Regions from separate parts of the Sus scrofa genome. Here region 1 is linked to region 2. The links are chromatin contacts, called in public HiChIP or PLAC-seq maps. All regions are on one chromosome and are shown on one strand. The core of a region is the stretch at or near the end of the contact, and the rest is flanking DNA. Distances in the headings are between cores, read along the strand shown. Region 1 overlaps CARMIL1 (F-actin-uncapping protein LRRC16A). Region 2 overlaps CARMIL1 (F-actin-uncapping protein LRRC16A).

What was found. HiChIP or PLAC-seq counts read pairs in DNA pulled down with a chosen protein or histone mark.
Region 1: an H3K27ac HiChIP or PLAC-seq map of alveolar macrophages shows a contact between it and region 2. The contact joins two enhancer-like sites. A contact is called at or near these places in 1 of 47 Hi-C or Micro-C datasets (epiblast stem cells) and 1 of 2 datasets of contacts at active chromatin or transcription factors (alveolar macrophages).

The regions. Positions count from the first base shown.
Region 1 is chr7:20,214,136-20,220,110 of Sscrofa11.1, reverse strand. The region is part of intron 11 of CARMIL1 (F-actin-uncapping protein LRRC16A); the gene reads right to left. Among named protein-coding and RNA genes, the nearest start is that of SCGN, 170 kb to the left of the region's middle. Within about 2 kb of position 2,945, at least 1 of the 83 cell types and tissues checked has an H3K27ac peak or open chromatin away from gene starts, as enhancers often do. A contact at or near this core is called in alveolar macrophages, where this site is marked.
Region 2 is chr7:20,055,878-20,061,829 of Sscrofa11.1, reverse strand. All of the region lies in intron 2 of CARMIL1 (F-actin-uncapping protein LRRC16A), which reads right to left. Among named protein-coding and RNA genes, the nearest start is that of CARMIL1, 22 kb to the right of the region's middle. Within about 2 kb of position 2,274, at least 20 of the 83 cell types and tissues checked have an H3K27ac peak or open chromatin away from gene starts, as enhancers often do. A contact at or near this core is called in alveolar macrophages, where this site is marked.

The DNA.
Region 1 (5,975 bases), core at 1,696-4,195, 160 kb before region 2:
CAAACATATTACTCTGGTGATGGATGCTGATAACGTGGGTGACTATGCACTTATGGGAACAGGGAGTATATGGGAAATTCTGTACCTTTCTCTCAATTTTGCTGTGACCCTAAAACTACACTTAAAAAAACTGAGTCTTCAGACATGGAAAGTAGACTTGTGGTTGTCAAGAGGGGGAGGGAACAGAGTGGGATGGACGGGGAGTTTGGGGTTAGTAGATGTAAACTATTACATTTAGAATGGACAGGCAGGAGTTCCTATTGTGGTGCAGCAGAAACGAATCTGACTAGCAATCGTGAGGTTGCGGATTCAATCCCTGGCTTTGCTTAGTGGGTTAAGGATCTGGCTTACCATGAGCTGTGTGGTGTCGTTGCAGATGCAACTTGGATCCTGTGTTGCTGTGGCTGTGGCCAGCAGCTATAGCTCTTATTGGACCCCTAGCCTGAGAACCTCCTTATGTCGCAGGTGCAGCCCTAAAAAAAAAAAAAAAAAGCAAAGAAGAATGGATAGGCAATGGGGTCCTATACAGCACAAGGAACTGTATCCAGCCACTTATGATGGAACATGATAAGAGATAGTGTGGAGAAGAGCAATGTGTCTATATGTGTGGTTGGGTCACTCTGCTGTACAGCAGAAACTGACAGAACATTGTAAATCAACTATAATAAAAAAAATGTAGACAAAGTTAAAAATTAAGTCTTTAAAAAAAATAGGTATGGAAGAGAGAAGGATACCAGACTGTTACTTTAAATATTAAGAGTAATCACTGCTGACTCATAACCAATTCTTTCATGTATTCTTTCATTTAGCAAAGCATATGCTACATAAATGTTAAAATATTTATATGCATGTGTGTGTATGTATATATATCCATATCATGCTGAAAATATTTGATAGATCAAAGTTAAAACCTACTACTAAACTTCAAATTTGTTGCACTCAGGTTGACTTGAGCTGTTTTGCTTTGTTCTTTGAGAAAATGACAATTTTTAAACTTTTAATATGTTCTTTTGTGTTGGACACACCTGTAACACCACATAAAATTGTAAATGCCTATAACCGAACGCAAGACCAGAATGGAATAATTATTTTACGCTACTAGTGACATGCACACATCTGTTCACTCCTTAATCAAAAATTTTCTGTTAAAAAGGAAGACACAGAGTTCCCTGGTGGCTCATTGGGTTAAGAACCCAGCACTGTCACTGCGGTGGCACAAGTTTGATCCCTGGCCTGTGAACTTCTGCATGCCATGGGTGTGGTCAAAACCAAAACAAAACAAAAGGGAAGGCAGACGAAAAGGAATAAATAATCCAGCAACATTTTTCTCTATGAATAGGACGATCACACTCTCAATAGTGAAAGTAATAAAAATGAAGCTTCTAAGTTAGAATAAAGTGAATAAAGTCATGTTTGCTCATTTATTCTAAAAAAAGAAAAAAAGCAGGATTAAAGGTAAAAAGGACTAAAGGCTCAGATACAAAATGTCTGGTTAAAGTAATTTTCTATCTGGTTCCAGATGAAGTTACAAGCATCTTTCTTTCCTGACAAAATGTTTTGTTTTCGTTTCCTAGGCATCCACAACTCATAAACATACTGTATTTCTTCTTTTTTTTTTTTTTTTTTTTTGTCTTTTTGCTATTTCTTGGGCCGCTCCCTCGGCATATGGAGGTTCCCAGGCTAGGGGTCCAATCGGAGCTGTAGCCACTGGCCTACACCAGAGCCACAGCAACGCGGGATCCGAGCCTCGTCTGCAACCTACACCACAGCTCACGGCAACGCCGGATCGTTAACCCACTGAGCAAGGGCAGGGACTGAACCCGCAACCTCATGGTTCCTAGTCGGATTCGTTAACCACTGCGCCACGACGGGAACTCCTGTATTTCAAGAAACATCCTGGCTAAGTGCTAATAGAATGAAAGGCATAACTGTGGTCAGGACTATTCTTTTTTTTTTTTTTTGAAATTGAAAGAATTAAATTGATTTTTTTATAAAAGGTAACAGATTCTTACACTAAGGGTCCTCCGATTTGGCCAACTTCAAAAATGGTGTCTTGGCCACATGATTAAATTGAGGGCGGCTGGCAGGCAAAATATCAGGAAAAAAAGAGAAATTAACCTACCTTGGACTTTCTGAAGCTAGTTACTCTATGGTGTCATGGAAGAAACTGACCAGCAAGAAAACCTTTCCCCACAAAGAAAGGGCAGAAGCGACTTTTCAACTTTTGGCCAAAACTATTCAATTCTGCCCCCCAAATAAAGCAAAACCTGGCTTTCAGAGCTGTGAATTAAAACAAAATCTATCACCAAAAGCTTTCATTTGGAGACTTAATGAATAACCCCCCTTATGATTTATTTTTGTTTTAGTATGTGTCAAATTTAGAATGAAACAATCTAATTTTTATTTCTCCTTTCAAAATGAAACTGGGAACCTCCATATGCCTCGGGTGCAGCCCTAAAAAGACAAAAAAAAAAAAGAAAGAAAGAAAGAAAGAAAGAGATTCAAGAACTAGGAATACAGGAGTAAAAGACTAGTAGAAAAAATAGAGTCAAGAGCTTAATTTTTGAGCTCTAAAATCCAAATCTATGCAGTTTTGACAATATTGTTTTACTTCATATAGCCATAAAAAATATCAATTAAATATGGCTGAAATCATGACTCTAAAGAAAAGTACGTTCTGTTGTATAAGCTGTCATGCAGAAAACCTGACATCTCTAAATATCAGTGACTAAGAAAATTTATGGACATGCAATGTTTTTCCATTCGCATCCATACAATCATTTCCTTCCATTTCCAAAGGAAATCTAGGCAGCCAAATCAGAAAAGCCCAACCACAATATAACAGATTGGTTGTTTGATTATTCAGGAAATCCTAGGCAGGAGTCTGAACAACTGGTACTAGATAGGACTCTGCAAGCTCTCCCAAATTATGTACAGTTTCCTCATCCATAAAAGGGGAACAGTAACATTTGCACTATTTAACGTCACGAGGCTGTTTTATGAACCAAAGGTGACAGTGAAAGTTAACATTTATGGAGCGCATACTGTGACAGGCCATTCTTATGGCTTTGATGGGCATTATCTCATTGAATCCTTAGGACACCTTCAAGTGGGAGGTGCTATTATTATTTGAGAGATGAGGAATCCTCCAAGGCATAGAAAAGTTAGAAAAATTGCCTGAGGAAATTCAGATGGAAAGCGAGTAAGCCCAGATCTGGACTTCTTTATTTTGACTCCAAAACCGCTGGTAGACTCTAAGACATGAAAGCTCTTGAGTGCCCCAACATAGAAGTGGCAATTCTAGAATCTATTTCTCTTTGTCTTATTTGGAAGGTCAAATCAGAGCCACCACCACATGGCTGGGAAAAGAAATACTTGGGTGCTTCAGGTCAACATTTCGAGAAGAAAAACACGAGATAGGATTCTAAATCATCTTTAAACAAAATAATCCAATTTAGAACAAAGCAAGGGGAGGAAACAAGGACAAACATTCCTGCCAAAGGCTAAGATCATAAAATCCAGGGTAACTGGGAAGGGTAAGGAGGGAGACGAGAACAAGGAGGTTGTGACATGTGGGGAAGGACAGCATGTGAATGAGCTGAGAGAAGAGCTACAAGCCCGAAAACACTCCACTCTGATCCAAAAAGCCCTTGGCTCCAAAGGATTAGTCACAAAGTGATGACTGAAACACCCTGGTTTCAGATACCAGGTCAGCCCAGGGGACTCACCACACAACTAGTTAATAAAGTTGAGCTAGAGCAGGGTGTTTCAAGGCTTTTTTTTAGCCTGACCCACATCAAGAAAGAGATTTCATATCGTGATGCAGGAAACTCAGGCAACAATAAATACATGCACATTTAATAGAAAACCCAAGCCCGAGTTTCCCCGGACAATGCACTTTGATGTTGTCTATTTTGTTTCTTTAAAAAAAAAAAAGCTTACTGTGAACTATTAAGTTCATTTCATGACCACCTAATGGGTCATGGCCTACAACCTGAAAACACACTGGCTGGAATGCCAAGAGCAAGCTGGGGCATGAGCCTAGCCCCTCAACTGGGATATGAAGAGTGGGTGCAGGAGTTCCCTGGCGGCCTAGTGGATAATCATCTGATGTTGTCACTGCTGTGGTGCAGATTCTATTCCTAGCCTGGGAACTTCCACATGCTGCAAATACAGCACCCCCCCCCCACCTCCATCCAAAAAGAGCTGGTGTGTGTGTGTGTGTGTGTCTGGTCTGCTCACTGCCTTGTGGGGCTCTTTCAGAGAGCAGGGCATCCAGCGTTGGAAGGCCTGCCTGTACACACCACACCCCTGCTCACTAAATCACACTTCAGCCTCCGCACCACAAGCCCCTGCATAACAGAAAGCTGCCTGTCTTCTGCACACAAGCGTGACAAAGAGGCTGAGCTGTAACTATCAGAGATTTGCTGCTTCAACATTCATATCACAAAGCAAGGAACCAAATTTCCCTCTCTGAGTTTCCAAATAAGTCCCTGAGAGGAGGGTTCAGGTGCAAAATCAAATTGCACTTGGTGCTGAAATTCCTCAGCATTCTGGGCTGCCAGACTGCCTTGTGTTTCTTTGTGTTTCTGTGTAAATAATCTTCCCTGGCTTGGTCTCTTTTATAGACTAAACAAGTCAATTCTAAACTCCTCCCCCATGCTTTTTTATTGTTTTCAATTGAAAAGCTCAGAAAAGTCATGAAAATTTGTCCCAAGTTTGACGTTCCTATAAATATTTTATGCTTGGTTGGATTTCTCGTGCAATTTCCATCCAGGAGCGGAAAAGCTACCCATCATCTTCCAGTATTTAGACCAGATTAGAAAAAAAAAGAAAAGAAAAAAAAGAAAAAAAGCCTATAAAGAATTTGTGTTCAGGAGGCTCAGCCCCAAGAGAGAAGAAAGGTGGGAACGACGGGGCTGGCAGGTGTCCAAAAGCTCTGGCAAACACAGCACCGAAGGAACTCCAGAAGGGGCAGAAACACGCAAAGTCTTAGCTTGAGAAAATATTTTCAGGAGTGTCAAAACTTGAGTGTGTGTGAGCAGAAAACACCCTGGAGAGTCGGTATGCACGCACAAAGCGGAGGAAAGCATCCTTGGAATGATTCATGCCTCCAACACCTGTGGGTGGACTGCAGGTAGGTGAAAAGACACACAAAATCAGGGCACAGAGGGAGGAAAGTGGAGGAAAAAACCAGGGAAACATCGTCTCTGAATTACACACTCTGACTCCACGCAAGAGACATTTCCATCACCTTCGCCACGGATTCAAGTGCCATTCAAAAAAAAAACCACAAAAGGGCCTTCCATTAAACGAAATCAAACTCAATTTAAGGAAAATATTTATTATGTACAAGTTTCTAGGCTAGATGCGGTATGTCTTAGGTGGTTAGAAGGGAATGAGGGACCAGCCGTAGGCATGAGAAGTAAGCTGATGGAGACATGTCCGCATCTAATTACAACGCAGCAGCACAAAGGAAGAGCTGTCACACACGTTGAAGGCATTGAGGGTCCAGGAGATAAACCTGCACCTGAGTTGACAGGTTGCCCAAGAAGGCTGCTCCCCAGAGCATACGAGGTGCGCGACAGGAAAGATGCAGGGCCTCAGATTCATTCCTCCCCCTCAAAGCCTCCCAAACCCAGATAGTACGAGAGGTCTCTGGGGCCTGGCTTCTTTCAAGGAACATCATGCTTTTGAGGTTCAGCCATGTCATAGCAGGATCAACGCTTCATTCCCTTACACGCTTGAGTTGTGGTCTCCGGGCCGTGGTGCAGATACACCACACTGTGTTTGTCCCCTCACCGGTGTTTCCAGTTTGGGGCTGTCATGGACACCACCACTGTCAACATTCATTCACCAGCCTGTGTGTGGATGTATGTTTCATTTCTCTTGCGTCATACCTAGGAGTGGCATTGCTGGGTCACAGAGCAAATTTAACTTTTTAAACCGGTATTTAACTTTTCTAACCAGTATCC
Region 2 (5,952 bases), core at 1,025-3,524:
CTCATAATATAAACTGCACACAACCAGTGAGATGATTAATGTAGTTCAGGAACCTTACCCTACCCCATTTCTAAAAAGTTTTTTTTTTTTTTTAAGCACTGTTCTGAAATTACCCTAAACACGTACAGTAAGCAGACTGATACCTGATCTGACTTCTATTTCTCAGATCAGACCCAAAGAAGGAGATGCAAAAAAAAAAAAAAAAAAGAAAAGAAAAGAAAAAATCTCTTTGACTTCAACTCAATCACTTCCCAAGGCACTGCCTTCTTCCTGCCAAACACAGGTCCTTGACACGCAGGTGGTATGCAATGATTATTTAGTAAATGAAACATGTCCGTGATCTTCCCAAAAGTAGGATGGATGGATGTCATCTCCTTGACAGGTTTTTTTCTCCCACTTGGCTAATCTGTAAGTGTCAGAAGCAGATATGACAACCGTCCCAAGGGATGTGCAAATTATAGTATATAGGCCCTTTGTGTTAAAGACTGAGATAAATAAGTTGTCAGCTTTTCTCTGAGTTTCCTGGAATACTAGTGCCCTATGAGATATTAATGGGTGCTTCATGAAATGTACACTGTATATTAAGCAAGGATGCTAAACATTCTAAGAATAGAGGTGAAACCTGTTTAGGTTTGGGGAACACAAGGCCAAAGTCCTTAGCAGGAGCACTTTGCTCCCGGAGCATCTTATTCTTGTCTTGGGAATATGATCCATTCCCCAGTTTAGGAAACAGGGCTTGGAGCTACGCAAGATTTCTTCCGGTTTACACGCGAAAAAGGGTTGCTAGTGGAAGCATCAGGAAATGAGATGCTTTCCAAGCTTTTCCAACAACTGTAGGTGAACTTTCAAGTGACAATTTTACTTGTTTAAAAATAATAAAGTAAAATCACGCACTATAACTTTATCATACAAAATCAAAGTATCTTCTCCAAAAGCTTCAGGAAAAAAAAAAAAAAAAAAAGTCCTTTCATTGAATCGGCAAAAACAACTCTTTTAACAATGGAAGAAGGACAATCTTTCCAGGCAAAGGAGGAGCCAGTAATCAGCAAAAGTTGAAAGTACATTCAATTTCTCTCCCATGTGAATGATAAAACTAAGCCTTAAAAACAGGAAATAAATCACTCTCTGACACGACAGGCAGAAAGGGAAACAAGACAAGTGACTCATTCGTGCAAAGGTTCATATTCCTGAGACCATGGCACAAACACTGCTCGGTCCCACCACGGGGAGATGGGACCAACCTTTCTTTTGAAGCATCCTGCAACCTCCTGGGCTAGGAACTGGGTGTAATGGGGAGCAGAGCTCAAGTGAGAAGTCAGAGCGTACTGAATGGCTTTTCTGACTGCCCCGATCATTCTGACAGAAGCAGAGTCAGCTGGCCATTCTCCCCACCTCGCTGCATTACTTATTGATCCCTGCATCCGGCACAAAGCTAAATTAAAGATGCACTACATGAGACCAGGCTGATGAGTAAAGAGACTTACCAGGGCCCTGAGAAAACCAGCTTAGGCTTAAGATTTATGCTCTAGACCTGGGTCCCACACTATGCAACTCTTCTGTGCCTACCATGAAAAGATCACTATTAGAGGTAAGGGGCTTGATACGAAAGCACAATAAGGAAATAGTCCTGGGCTCTTGAGTAGCTGACAAGGATTCTAACTGGAGAATAAGAGAATCCCGATTATGTTCTTGGTCAGGCCCCAAATCCTTTAAGATGGACTTGAAAACAAGCGCTGGCCCACATTCCCACGATCTATACCCTAAAGAGACTCGAAAAACCTTCCGAGGGACAGTATGCAATAGTCTGCATCTCTACTCACTCCCCTCTCAGGGGATTTGTGTGAAAAGAATCCCGTGCATTTGCTGCATGAAAGCACCTGCATTCTTTCCAGGTTTGAATGGGAAAGAGAGGGAGGAAGGCATGAGTGGAGGGATGAGGGCAACACCAACAGACTGGACAGGGCTGAGGCCAATGGTTCAAACCGGCAAGAAATTTCTGTGGGCCCACTGAATGTTTCGAAAATGATTCACAAGGCTGATTTCAACACTGCCTGTGTTTCCATGTTTTTGGTTGTTTTGTTTTTTCCCAAGGCTCTCACTCTTAGCACCTCCCTCAAAAGAGATGTCCTGAGATGCCTTAACAGGAAATGCCAATAGAAGATGTTACTGAAGTCGAAGCACCAGGTCCTTGGCCTGACTACTGTGAGTTGGCCTCCTTGGTCCAATCTAAGGAAGTGAAACAAGCCAGGCCTGCGGGTTTTCTAAATGCTGCTCTACTAGGGAGGTTTCTTTGGGGCAAGTCAGTGTAACATGCTGATCCCAACCGCTTCCACCTCCCCTTCTTTCCTGCAATGTGAACTTCAATTGCCTTTTGGGATCCCAGATGGAACGTGTGTTGAAATAAAGAGGCGGAGCTACACAGATCCTTTTGAGGCACAGCCAGGCTGAGGGTCTCCGCTCCAAGGAAGCGGCGAACCATGAAGCCTGTCTGCAGACCACCTGGTCCCCTAATACAAGTACGTAGTTGTTGGGCTCACCCAGGTGGCAGAGACTAGATATGCATTGAAGCTGCCATAGTGAGTGATGGTCTACCGTAAGGAGACCTGGAGAAGCAGGCATGGCTGGAAACCCTATCAGCAGCTGCCCAGCTAGGTCATGTAGACAACTGAAAAATACTGACCCAAGATAGGTTAGATAGATGGATTCACTCCACTCAACTTCCAAACCACCCTTCGAAAGCAGTCAGCCATCTACGGCTCCGTCACTCTTCCTGCTTCTGCTTCTCTTGCCCTAACTGGCTTATGAATGCCCTTTTCATGCTCCAGGGCTTCTGCCTGTACAAGGGCTTATACCGCCTCATGCCTTCTGCTTTCTCCTGCTATGGTGTCTCTCTCCATGTCTCAGACTCTCCAGAGGAAGAATCTTTGCAACATACAGATCAGCCCATTGGGCAGAGCTGTGAGGTCCAGGCTACAGAGGCGCACCTTGGGTTCAAGTCAGCTGTGGCCAAGGTGTGGGGTTTCTGGTCCCACTCTCGGGGATGCTGAGGAAAGGAAACCCCCAAAGGAAGCTGTGGATGTGCCAGGCTCTCAGGGAGGACCCATCTGACCAGCAGACCCCTGACCTGCCTAGTACAAGACATTTTCTTAAGCAGATTTGAAGTTCTGTATACAGTGGATTATGATAACTTCTCAGTAAAGCTTATTCTATAGGTATTTAGTTGGGGCTTACTTCAGAGGCTGACCCAGTGTTTCTCATATTTCAGTGGGCATCCAGTTGCCCAAAGGGCTTATTAAAACAAACTGCTGCACCCCTCTCCCTGGGTCTTCATCTCAGTGGCTCTGGAAGGGACTCCTCTGAATGTGCATTCTTAACAAGTTGCCAGGTGATGCTAAAGTTACCATTCTCCGGATGGCACATGGAGAACCACTGGCCAAATCAATGGTTTTAAGATCAGAGATCTTGAGACAAACTTCTGCTTGGTGGCATCTGTTATTTTTGTTACATATAGATATAGGGAGCTAAATACTTCAAAAAAAAGACTTTCAAAGTGCGTGTGATTTTTAATTAGCCATAGCTATATTACAGGACTTTAAATATTCAGACTTAGATATAACTTGATAAGCTAAGTATGATGAGGTAGGCATTTGTTCTCTGACATTTGGGGACCCACTGACCTAAACCACTGGTTCTCAACCGGGGGTGGTGAAGGGGGGCAATTCTGCCACCCAGAGAATATCTGACACTGTCTGGAGACATCTGTATTTGTCATGACCAGGAGAAGGCAGTAGCCCTCCCAGGATCCAGCAGGTAGAGACAAGGATGCTACTAAGCCTCCTATAACACACAAGCCGCCCCTCAAGAAAGACTTTTTGCAGAGTTCCTGTTGTGGCTCAGTGGTTAACAAGCCTGACTAGCAACCATGAGAACTTGGGTTCGATCCCTGGCCTTGCTAAGTGGGTTAAGGATCCGGCATTGCTGTGAGCTGTGGTGTAGGTCGGTGGCTACAGCTCCAATTCAACCCCTAGCCTGGGAACCTCCATACGCCACAGTGTCAGCCCTAAAAAGACAAAAAAAAAAAAAAAAAAAAAAAAAGACTTTTTGCGTCCAAATGTCAGTGCTGAGCCTGAGGAACCTTGAGCAAAATGTTATCTGGAAGGGGGGAACGCAGGGTGGCCTGGAGATTCAGAATCCAGCACACCCAGGAGTCCTCAAGTGCAGAAAAGCAGAACAACACTGAGCTCAGGAACCCAAATAAGCCCCTCCCCCTGCCACCAAACAAGAGCCAGCATAACCAAACCCCAAGAGGAAGCAATCTGAGTGGGACACCAAGAAGAGGCAGCAGAGCCCAGAGAAGGCCCATGGGGATGAACAGGGGCCAACTACTGACTTCTGGCTTTTTAAAGTCAAAGAGGGGATTGAGAATATTTCTGAACACATCTGGACCTGCAGTGCAAAGGACACTACCACGGTACCCAGAGAAAATGTGCACTCCTGTCTTCAGAGATATGTAAGGCAACAATGTATATACATAGCCACCTTTTTTTTTTTTTTTTTTTGGTCTTTTTGCCTTTTCTAGGGCCGCTCCTATGGCATACGGAGGTTCCCAGGCTAGGGGTCCATTCGGAGCTGTAGCCACCGGCCTATGCCAGAGCCACAGCAATTTGGGATCCGAGCCACGTCTTCGACCCACACCGCAGCTCACAGCAACGCCGGATCCTTAACCCACTGAACAAGGCCAGGAATCAAACCCGCAACTTCATGGTTCCTAGTCAGATTTGTTAACTGGGAACTCCACCACTTTTTTTTTTTTTTTTTTTTTGAGTATATATCCAGAAATGGAATGCTGGGTCAGCTGGTAATTGCTTAATTTTTTTCAGGAATTACCATGTGATTTTTTTTTTCATTTTATTAAAGTATAGTTGATTTACAATGTTTCAGCAAGTTCTGTTGTACAACAAAGTGACCCAATCGCAGACATTTCCCTATGCTGTACAGTAGGATCCCATTGCCCATCCATTCCAAATATAACAGTTTCCCAAAACCCCCCAAATGCCCAACCATGCCACTCCCTGCCCTTCCCCCACAACCCTGGGAACCCCAGGTCTGCTCTTCTTGGCCATGGTCTGTTTCCGTTTATTATTTTTATTATTTTTATTTTTTTTTATTATTTTTAGATAGGATCATCCATTCCATATTTTAGATTCCACAAATAAGTGATATCATATGGTATTTGTCTCGTCATACTATTTTCAAAGTAATTGCATCATTTTACATTCCTACTAGCAACATACAAGTGTTCTAATTGTTCCCTGTTTTTTTACCAACACTTGTTTTGTGTTTTGTTTGTTCTGGCCACACCCGTGGCACATGCAAATCCCTGGGCTAAGGATCGAACCTGCACCACAGCTGCCACCCAAGCCACTGCAGTGACAATGCCAGATCCACTGCACCACTGGTTATAACCACTTTCTTAATCATGTATGGAGGTGAAACTCCATAACCACTTCCTTAAAGACTTTTTTCAAAATCCACACACCCTCTTCAAGAGCAGCAGAATGAAGGAATTCCTGCTGTGGCTTAGCAGCAACCAACCCGACTAGTGTCCATGAGGATGCAGGTTCGATCCCTGGCCTCACTCAGTGGGTTGGGGATCTGGCATCATTGTGAGCTGCGGTATAGTTTGCAGACTCAGCTCAGATCTGGCGTTGCTGTGGCATAGGCTGGCAGCTGCAGCTCTGATTAGACCCCTAGCCTGAGAATCTCCATATGCTACAGGTGCTGCCCTAAAAAGCAAATAAAAACAAAAAATCAGCGGAGTGAAAAAAATCCTAAAGCCATTTGTAGAGACAGCCAATACTGGTTTAAAAGCTCTAAACAGAGAAATCAAAACAGGTGTCACACAGGGCCAGAAAAAAACGCAAAATAGAAGTACTTCTTTTGGAATATTTA